2 separate regions of the Gossypium hirsutum genome follow, and region 2 is linked to region 1. The links are chromatin contacts, called in public Hi-C maps. All regions are on one chromosome and are shown on one strand. Each heading gives the region's core, a stretch centred on a gene start, on an enhancer-like site or on the middle of the called end of the contact. The rest is flanking DNA. Distances are from core to core; before and after follow the strand shown.

Region 1 (5,638 bases), core at 1,355-3,854:
TTGTCTATAAAATCCAGAAAACGGGTTCGGGAGTCAATTACGCATGAGGAAGGATTAGCACCCTCGATACGCCCAAAATTGGTACCTAGTTGATTACTTAATGTCTTAAGTGTCGAAAGTAAAAAATCGAAGCCCAGTAGGTTAGGGCACAATTTCTCAAAATTCCAAACATAGAATATTGCCTTTATTTAAAAATTCCTCATCTCGAGAGAACAAAATGTCATATCCAATGAGTTAGGACACAACATATCAAAACCCCGAGAATGAGCTTTTTATTTATATGCTTTGATTAAAAAAGATACTCGATTACTTAGATTCAACGAGGAAAATTGGAACCCAGTAAGTTAGGGTGCAATCTTCTCAAATCCCAAAACATGAAATATTATTTATTAATAATTTTTATAATCTTTTTTTTTAATTTGGATGAAAATTCATGTAATATTTAAAAATATGTCAATAAAATATTAAACTATCGAACATAATTAACAACACATAATAACGATGAATGAGACATCAATAAATAACATAATAACAATAAATAAAACAATAAATAAAACAATAAATAACAATAATAACAACAACAATAAATAACAACGATAATAACAATAAATAATACAACGCATAATAAGAAAATATTAAATTTAAAAGATACAAGTAAATAAATACACAAATGAGTATTAAGAAAAATAATTTATAAAAATTAATTAAATGGGCAAATAAATAAAATGGGTGATAATAATAACAACAACAATAATAACAACAAATAATAAAACAAACAAACCGAAATAAAATAATAAAAAAATAAAAATAAAAATAAAAACCTCAAAATGTTGAAATTTAGTAAATAAAAGGATTTAATTGAAACATAACAAAACTAAAAGGTATAAATTCTAAATAAAAAAACTGATAAGGGTCTGATTGTAACGTGCCAAAAAACAATGAGGACCAACGAGGAAATTTCCCCGATCCTGATGCGCAGCGTTGCAAAATGGACCAAAATAAAATGACGCAGAAATTACAGGGTGAAATTTAAAAAATAAAAAAGAAAATAAGATGGGACTTGATTGAATTGCATCACGAAAGTGGAGGGACCATTTGCGCAAATAGCCCATTTGGATTTGATAACACGCAGATTCTCCACAAATCGGGTCAGGTCAGACGGGCCATTAGTAAAACGAAGCCGTTTTTGTGCTTACCCATTGGCCCAAAACGGCGCCGTTTCAAGTAAGCTATAAATACCAAATTTTTTTAAAAAAATCCTTATTATTCCTTTAATTTAAAAAACAAAAACAAAAAAAAAATTTCTTTCAAACTCTCTCCCTCTCCCAAGAATTTCTAGAAATCAACCAAGCTCCGGCAGCGGACCACCGTGGCGGCCGCCGGTCACCGGCGACGGCGCCGTTGTCCACGGTGGTCGAAAAGTCAGAAAATGACCATTTTTTTGGCCTTTCGACTTCCCAACCCAAAAAGGCGTCGTTTCTCATCGGAAACGACGAACCTAGGCCTCCGATCGAGCAAAAATGCGAATAAAAGGGTAGGTTTTTTTATTTCTATTCTTTTTCTTTTCAAAATGCAATCAAAACAAAAAGAAAATGAAAACCCAGAATCAGTGACTACCTTGGAGTATATTACTATTTTTTTCTCTGATTTTTTTATTGTATTTCTAAAAAAAAACCCTTTACATTCAGCTTTTTGGTGGCTTTTATAGCCAAATACACTGTCGTTTTTTTGTTTTTCATTTGTTTTCTTCTATGTGCTGTAATTGCAGGTACGGGGGCCATACGGTGGTGACATGGAGGCATGCGTGGCTGAAGGTTGGAGGTGTGGCAGTGGCGGTTGCAGCATTAGATGCAGTTAGGGCTAGGGTTTTTTTGTTTTGTTTTTTTGTTTGTTGGTTAAGATTGGGTTTGGGCTTTGTATTGGGCCTGTTATTATTTGGGTTAAGGTTAAGTTTATTTTGGTTTTATTTATTTGGGCTCGGGTCAAAATTGCGCTATTACAATTTTCTCTAAAGAAGACATAATATCCTAAAGTAGACTTTCTATTTGAGGGAGATCTTGCCCAATCTACATTTGAATACCCAACAACCTGTGTATTTCCTTTATCTTCATATAACAAACCTTTTTTGGTCGTACCTTTGATGTATCGAAGGATACGTATCATTGTATCTCAATAACTATCATATGGAGCTTGAAGAAATTGACTTTCCACACTCACTGAAAAAGAAATATTCAAATGTGTGATAGTAAAATAGTTCAATTTCCCAACTAACCTTTGATATTAACTAGGATATTTTAGAGGCTCCCTTTGTCCTAGAACAAGTTTGCATTAGGTTCCATAGGTATATCAACACGTTTACAATACAGCATCCATGTTTCTTCCAATATAATCCAATGTATACTTCTTTTGAGAAATAGTTGTAATCAGCCCAATTTACCCGGGCCCAAATATCCAGTCCATTTACAAAATAAACAAACCTACGAGCCCAATTCTAAAAAAAAAACTAATGGCCCAACACCCTAAAATTTCAGAAAACCCTAGCTCCCCTTAACACCTCCAACGCTGCATGCAAGGGCCATATGCGTCGCACGTCACGTCCCATCACCTACCCTCCGCTACCTGCTTCGCCTGACACCACAGACCTGTAAACAACATGAAAAAGACATAGAAGTAGTGTAAAAAAGCAGAAACAGTAGAAAGTAAAAAAAGGAAGGCATGGGTGTTTCGGCTTTATAAGCCGGCAACCAAAACGTTGTAAAAGGGGACTGTAAAAATACAAAGAAAATTTCAATCAAAAAATCGCAAAAAATTTTACTCCTATTGCCGTTTCAATTTCGGTTTCGCTATTATTCTTTTTATTTTTATTTTATCTTTACGCACGAATAAAGCAAAAAGAAAAGGGGAAGGGACTCACCGGAGTTGTCCTGTGTCTAGGTCGTCAGAGGACTCCTTCTTCGGCGATAGAACCCGACGTTGACGGTCTCTTGTCTTTTTTTTGGTTGTTTTGAGGCTGGATCCTGACTCAGGGGGTTAAGATCTAAAAGGAGACACTTTTTACCCTCGTCGGCCACTGTGCACGGCGGCGTCGACGCCAGCGATCCGACGGTCGATACGGTGGCCATCGGCCGGAGCTAGTACCGGAGGGAAGGAAGGGTTGAGAGAAAACCCTTATTTTTTTCTTTTAAAAATGGAAAAAAATAAAGTTTTTTTTTAAAAAATTGACTTAAATAGGCCTATGAAATGGCGTTGTTTTGGGCTTGGCCACCAATAGACAAAACAGCGTTGTTTTGGCCTTAAGATTCGCGTGTTGACTTGACCTGCAAGGAGGATCCGCGTGTTTTTGTCGGAAGGACGAATTGCACTTTTAGCCCTTCCGCTTTTTTCTTTTTGTACAATCAAGTTTTTCCATTTTTTAATTTGGCCCCATTAATTTGTCTTGGTTTCCAATTTAGTCCCTGTTGAACCTGCGCGTTTTGGAGGGTGGGGATTATTACCCTTTAGTCCTTTTCTGTTATTCGCGCGTTCAAATTAGTATTTTTCCTCTTATTTATTTTGAATCCGCCTCAAATATTTTGTTTTAGTTCAATTTAGTCCATTCTCTTGTTATTTTAGCTATTTTATTATTTAATTATTTTAATGTTATTATCATTATTATATTATACCATTGATCTTGTGTTATTATTATTATTTATTCATTTATACCTTTAAAATTTCAAATTTTGTTATATATATACATGCGTACATTTTATAATATATACATAGACATACATATTTTTTTAATTTTTATAAATATATATATATATACACATGCTTTTATATATTTTCTATGATTCATAATTTTATATACTTACTTATATATGTTTTTAGATTTTAAAATATGTATATTTTTATGTATATATATTTTTTTTATTTTTTATAATTCACATACATATATATTTTTCTTATATGAACATATATATTTTTTTATATTTTATAATTTTTATCTATTCTCTTTGTTGTTATAATTGCTTCACTTGGTGTTTATTTATTTATTTGTATGTTTATTATCATTTTAAAAAAAAGAAACATTATAGTTTTGTTTGTCTATTTACTTGTTATTTATATGTAATCCATTTGTCCTTTTTTTTCTTTATTTATTATTTTTGTTGTGATTACTTGTGGTATCTATGCTCACATCGTTGTATTCATTATTGTCATTTATTAATGCGGCATTTATTCATATATCAAATTTAACATTACATCAATTTTTACCCAAATTTATAAAAAAGAAAATTTTGAAAACAAAGGTAATACTTGATATTTGGGATCTTCGAGAGGATTGAGCTCTAACGTATTGGGTTTCAATTTTCTTCGTTGAATCTAAATAATCGAGAATATTCTTTAATCAAGAAAACATAAATAAAAAGTTCATTATCGGGAATTCAATACGTTGTGTCCTAACGCATTGGATATGACACGTTGTTTTCTCGAGATGAGAATTTTTTCTAAAAAATAACAAAGGCAATATTCAATGTTTAGAATTTTGAGAAATTGTGCCCTAACGTATTGGGCTGCAATTTCTTCATCTGAGTTAAACAATTGAATATCCTTTTAAATTTTATTGCACGAGTTTTTTTGGACAAGCTCATTTTTGAGGAGGTGAAATATCGTGCCCTAACTCATTGGGTGTGACATTTTCTCTCTCCGAAATGAGAGGGTCTTAATGGGTAATTTGATTTATACAAGTTTTTTTTAATAAAGAATCGTATTTTAAATCTCTTTAAAGTTTTCAATTTTTGACACTAAGACATTAAGTAATCAATTAGGTACCAATTTTGGGCGTATTGAGGGTGCTAATCTTTCCTAGTGCGTAACCGACTGTCGAACCCATCTTTCTGAATTTCGTGGACCAAAATCGTGGTTTTAATCAAATTAAATTGTTTATAAAAAAACCACTTTTTAAGGTGACCCGATCACACCTTATCAAAAAGGATTGGCGGCGACTCCCATATTCGTTTTTGTTTTCAAAATCCAAGTCGACCCTGTTTATAAAAAAACGGTGTCAACAATAGTAATTGCGCGTGTTCGTTTGTTCCACTTCAATACCAAAAAAGTACTAACATTCCCAAATCTTTAGTTTGAAGGTGGCTGAAAAGATGTTGCTTGAGTTGAACTAACCCTTCATGGTCATCACGATGATGGCAATATCATCCACATAAACAACCAAATATATGTACTTGCCATGAATGTTATGACAATAGAAGACTGAGTTATTTGTTTCACTCATGTTCATCATAAATTGTTGAATAACAGCACTAAATTGTCCAAACCAAGCTCTCCAAGACTGCTTTAGACCAAAAAGAGATTTCCTTAATCGACATACTACTCAAATTCCTCTTAAGAAACAAATCAAAGCAGTCGCGCCACGTAAATTTCTTCATTTGAATCTTCATAAAGAATTTTTTTTAATATTGACATGATGAATAGTCGAATGATTCATTGTAGCAAGGGAGATCAAGAGTCGAATCAAGGTGGTCTTGGCAACAGGAGAGAAAGCTTCCCTATAATCAAGACCCAGAACCTATATAAAACCTTGGGCAACTAGAAGTACCTTTAGTCGGTCTATCTTTCATCCAAATCGTCTTTAACTGTTTATACC
Region 2 (5,638 bases), core at 789-3,288, 220 kb before region 1:
AAAAAAGTACTAAAATAGGGGTCAAATCTTTCAAAATTATCGATTAATGACTAAACTTTTTTAAAATTACTCAAATAAAGGTCTAATCTTTCAAAATTATCAAATAAGTGGCAGACCTTTTCAATTGTTGTATATTATGTTTTAAACTATGTTTTTATTTTTATTCTTTTAAGTAATATCTGACATAGCTATCATGTGTTTAATTTTAAACACGTTAGCACTCACCTAATTTTGTACTAATAGCTTAGGGTGGAATGCATGAAAGAATTCCTAAAATATTTGACCCTTATGTTAACAATCCCTAAAAAGATTTTGCACTAATTTAAACATTTAACTTTTTTTAATATTTAACTATATTAAATTTTTTTTATACAATACAAGTTCAAACTCACACATCTACACACTACACTACCACATAAACAAACCTACTATTTGAGCCTTAGTATAATGTATAGATGAACTCGAAACACTTCAATCAATGGATCTATAATTTGAGTTCAATTCATATTAAAACTTGAATGATCAACCATTAAGAAAATATCATGAAATTTTATTGTCCATTAATTAACTTTTGCTATTCATTTAAAAAAAAAACTCCTAGATGTTCAACCTTTTTAACCTAAATCTCTACTCTGTCGGCGGTGGCGTCGGCCTTTAGGCTAGTTACTGATCATGACTCTTTCATCATTTTTTTCGTGATTTTTATTTATTTTTTGTCCCAGTCTATATTATTGTAGCCTAGTAATGTTCTGTCGTAAATATGAGATTTGACAACGTAAGGGCGTCGCCAGATCTATTAGGAACCATTCTCGAAGGGTCTTATCATGATAAATTATGGTGATGGTGATAGATTTGAAATGATTATGAGGATAAGTCGTTTAAGACTTGACATTTTGTGCATTATTGACACAATGGGTCTCTTGGAGCTTTTGGCAGTTGTCTTTTGGTTGATCGGTGTTTATTGTAAGGTTGGATGGCGGAGTTAGGATGTAAATTTCAACAATTTGATACTTATCTGATTTATTTTCGAATGATTCTAGTATTGCATTTATTGTTAGTTTGTCTATTTCTCTTTACTTTTTTTGAGATTATTTTAGAAACATAACATTTGTGTATTAATTTATAATGATTTATTTATTGTTGATATCTTTATTTTTTTTCCGTTGAATTAATAGTAATTTCTTTTAAAAAAACGACACGAGTCATAGGATGGAATTAATTGAGGGCACAGTAGACAATGAAGTGAAAAGACCCCTGAAATAAATTTCCCCTCACTTGGGTCATATATAGGATGAATTAACATATTTATAGGGTCCAATATTCGAATTTATAATGAAAAAAAGTAAAAAACAAATATTAAAAAATATACCTTATTAAAAACTGTTAAAAATATTTAATAAAAGCAAAAATTATTTCAAATTTTCAATAGTTAATTTAATTTTTAATATTTAGACAGTCAGCTATTAGTTATATTATATTTTTAAAGTTTAAATATCGTGGAAGAATTTTGTAATATTTTAAGCTAATTTTAAAGGACATTAGTTTAGAACTATTCTGGCAAGTTGGAATCTAAAATTCCCAAAAATAGGAAAATTACAATAATGAATTAATTATAATAATTTTTAATCCAAAAAGGTTTGGCTGCTCACCAAAATAGATTAGATACAGTAGCGTTGGACAAAAAATAAGCTAAACGCATCCTATCGTCCATCTAAACCCACCTTTAATACTCTAAACCATGGGCACAGCTGAAATTTGAAACAAAAATAATAGATGAAAACCAGAAAAAATAAAACAATTGGGGTTTATTCATAAATACTAAAGAAATGAAGCCCCACAATAGAAAAAGCAATAGAATTGTATTTTTCTACTCAATTTACTAATTAACCCATACTAACCTCACCTAACTCACAGCTTTCTGGAATAAAATTAAGGAAAATTATTAAGGTTATATTGGTCATTTGAATTGAAGTACTGCCACGAAATCAGTCTCATTTTGAAAATTAAATAAATTGAAAGGGCTTTTCGTGTAAATTCAAGTAACAAAGCATTATGATATCTGCAACAGCAACCCCAAATCCACCCAAAGCTACAGAAAAGAAAGAAAATAAATTCACATACACCAAAAAAAAAAAGAAAAAAAAAGAAAAAGAAAAAAAAAGCTCTCAAAAATTAATAAACGTTTTTGGGATTGCAGGTATCTTTCCCTTTCTTTATTCTTTTTATTTTCTTTTTTTATTAAAAAATCCATAAATATAATAATTTCTGATATTGCTAAAATTAGAGAGGTTCTGTCTGTTTATCTTCTATTATTCTCTACATAGATTCTTCTCTTTCTACTACTGTAATAAGTTTTTCTTCTTTGGGTTTTTAAAAGTTTTTATTTTTAATTTTTAAAAAACAATGTTACAATGAGTTAATATTTTTATTTTTCTGGGTAGCTTTAGAAACTTGAAGTGAAGCTGTTTCAGACAAGTTACCTAGGAATCTGGAGCTGTTCTTTAGTGTTTTTGGTCTGTTGTTGGATTCAACAAGATGTCTCAAACCAACTGGGAAGCTGATAAAATGTAAGTCTTTTCTTTTTTTCCCTTCTTGTTAAAGTTAACTTTGTTTTGGGTTTTAAATCTTTATTATTATATTTATTACAATTTCTTTAGCTCTTTAATGTGGTTTTTGATGTTTTCCCTTTCTTTTTTGGTTTTATTTGAGTTCTGGGTATGTAAGCTTTTTCTGGGTTTTTGTTTGTTCATTTTGATGTCTTTAAAGATTTCAATTTTAGTTCTTTGAAAGCTTGGTTTTTTTAGGGTTTTGTTTGTTGTGGAACTTCAAGTTACTGTTCTTCTGTTTTGCATTATTATTTTTATGTAAAATGATAAATTTGATTTAGGGTTTTGTTGTTTATCAGATTTTCGTTGTATAAAGCTTATAATTTTATTTGCTTATGGAGTTATTAGTTATGCTTGTAAGTTCTGATTTTGCTCTTATAAGCATACTGTATGGCCATGTATTTTGTCAACAACAGGTTAGATGTGTATATCCATGATTATTTAGTAAAGAGGGATTTAAAGGCTTCAGCTCAGGCTTTTCAAGCTGAAGGGAAAGTATCATCAGATCCTGTAGGTAAGCAACTAAATGGGTTCGGGAATTATGTTAAAGCCAAAGATCTGTTCTTTTATATTAGATTGTTTAGTACTTTCATTGATGCTGGTGCTGAACTTGGTATCCAGCTATCGATGCACCTGGAGGTTTTCTCTTTGAATGGTGGTCTGTTTTTTGGGATATATTCATTGCCAGGACTAATGAGAAGCATTCAGAGGTTGCTGCATCTTATATTGAGGTTGGTTTTGATTTTATTTTTCTATTTTGAACTGTTAATTTGTTTCGAGTTTGTACTAGCCATGGATAACCTACCATCAACATTTTATTTTTTGTTTAATTTGTCGCGGATTGTTTTCTGTACTTGGAAATTGGAGTCCTCTCCTGAAAGCATATTGCATGATGAGCTTGTATCAAATGCTCTATGGGAACTGGTAGTAAAAGTACCATTGAGTCCCCCATACTAGGATTCAGATTGCATTTTGCCCCCTTAACTCAAAAAATGGGCAAATTAGTCATTGTATGTTAGATCAGAGAACAAACTGGTCATTTATGTTAAAAATTTCATCCATTTCTACTGTTAAAAATTGGTTTGGCTGACAAAATAACCAGATAGTTACACTTGGTGTGTTATGTGTACCTTATGCTGGCGAACAAGGACCAGTTTTTAACAGTAAAAAAAGATGAAATTTTTAACAAAAGGATTAGTTTGCTCTTTGATCTAATATACAGGGATTAATTTGCCTATTTTTTGAGTAGAGGGGGCAAATTGCAATCTGACTCCTAGTACAAGGGCCTCCATGGTACTTTTACTGGGAACTGGCTAACTAAGGGTATTTTTATTATTGAAAGAAGGGAAGCAATCGAAGGCAGGAGAAGTGTTCCCTGTTGTATTTTGTTAAGAATGTTTATTATAGAGTAGATTACGAAATTTTCTTGTCTTCCAAATGATTTCTTCTTAACATATGTGATGTATATGGTGCATTGATGTTGCAGACTCAATTGATTAAAGCACGGGAGCAGCAGCAACAGCAGCAGCAACCTCAACAGCCTCAACATCAACAGCAACAGCAGCAGCAACAACTGCAGATGCAACAGCTTTTATTGCAGAGGCATGCCCAACAACAACAACAGCAGCAACAACAGCAGCAACAACAGCAGCAGCAACAGCAGCAGCAACAGCAACAGCAACAGCAGCAACAGCAACAGCAACAGCAACAGCAACAGCAACAACAACAACAACAGCAACAGCAACAACAGCAGCAACAACAGCAACAGCAGCAGCAGCCACCACAGCAGTCCCAGCAGGCACAACAGCCTCAGCAACGAAGGGACGGGTCTCATCTCCTAAATGGCAATACAAATGGACTTGTTGGAAATGACTCTCTCATACGTCAGCCTGCTGGAACTGCTAATGCCATGGCGACTAAGATGTATGAGGAAAGACTAAAATTGCCACATCAAAGGGATTCTTTGGATGATGCAGCTATGAAGGTTGGTTGATCATTTTTGATTTCTTAGAAATGTTTTCTTCTTTTAGTTGATCATTTTAGGAGTTCCTTACAGCAAAGGTATGGTGACAATGTCGGCCAGCTCTTGGATCCAAATCATGCCTCGATATTGAAGCCTGCAGCTGCAACTGGTCCGACTTCCGGGTGATTTATTTTACTTTCCCTTTATTACACAAAGAAGAGTCTTTGAATGCAAATGTTTCTGAAGTGAAACCTAGACAAAATTTTCAGCAGTGTTAAGTAAGATAATTCGGTTAAATGCTGCAGAAGGTTTACAACAAAATTTTCACAGTAATTCCCTTGTGTCTTGTGGTCTATCTGCTCTAACATGAACTTGAGCCACTGAATGCCACTGAAACCTCCTTTTTCATCTAAAATAGTGTCATGCATTTAGGGTTTATTCAAGCATCCAAGACTAAGTTGTTTTCTGCGATAAACTTATTTGGATTCATGTATATTTTAGGCAAGTATTGCATGGTACAGCTGGTGGAATGTCTCCGCAAGTTCAAGCTCGGAGTCAGCAATTGCCAGGAACAACACCGGTAGGGTCACCTTAAATGGATCTCTTTCATGTTTCTTCCCTTTGTCATGTTCTGAAATTTTATCTGGAAGCAGGATATAAAGAGTGAGATGAATCCAGTATTGAATCCTAGAGCTGCTGGTCCCGATGGATCTTTAATGGGAATTCCAGGTAAGTTTCTCTTTAACAGGTTTTTCTGTTTAAATTGCATCTTTCCTTTGAAAATGGCACACTAATGATAGCACGTGCTTGTCCTTGTGATTGACTCGGGTCATTTTACTTATTTATTTGGAATCTAAGTTCATATTACTTGTATATTTGGAATCTAAATAATGTGATTTCATGTTTCTCAGGGTCAAATCAAGGTGGTAATAATTTAACTTTGAAAGGATGGCCATTAACAGTAAGTTTTATCTTTTTATTGGAATGTTTTTATTCATACATGTATTAGTGAACTGTAAATTTTATTTTTCATCTTATGTTTCCTTTGAATGGTTTTCGTTTGATCTGT

The links. Hi-C and Micro-C count contacts between places; a contact is called where the count stands out from the background.
Region 2: a Hi-C map of leaf shows a contact between it and region 1, with 1.9 times the contacts expected there. The contact joins the promoter of LOC107937190 here to the enhancer-like site in region 1. A contact is called at or near these places in 5 of 34 Hi-C or Micro-C datasets (all in leaf).

The regions. Positions count from the first base shown.
Region 1 is chrD13:61,928,052-61,933,689 of Gossypium_hirsutum_v2.1, reverse strand. No RefSeq gene overlaps it. Among protein-coding and RNA genes, the nearest start is that of LOC107942044, 16 kb to the left of the region's middle. Within about 2 kb of position 2,604, at least 8 of the 9 cell types and tissues checked have an H3K27ac peak or open chromatin away from gene starts, as enhancers often do. A contact at or near this core is called in leaf, where this site is marked.
Region 2 is chrD13:62,143,325-62,148,962 of Gossypium_hirsutum_v2.1, reverse strand. LOC107937190 (transcriptional corepressor LEUNIG) reads left to right here and starts at 2,038. Exons shown (of 19, transcript XM_016870039.2): 1 at 2,038-2,197; 2 at 2,442-2,567; 3 at 3,023-3,120; 4 at 3,228-3,337; 5 at 4,093-4,590; 6 at 4,663-4,751; 7 at 5,071-5,149; 8 at 5,223-5,298; 9 at 5,481-5,530. The coding sequence starts at 2,536.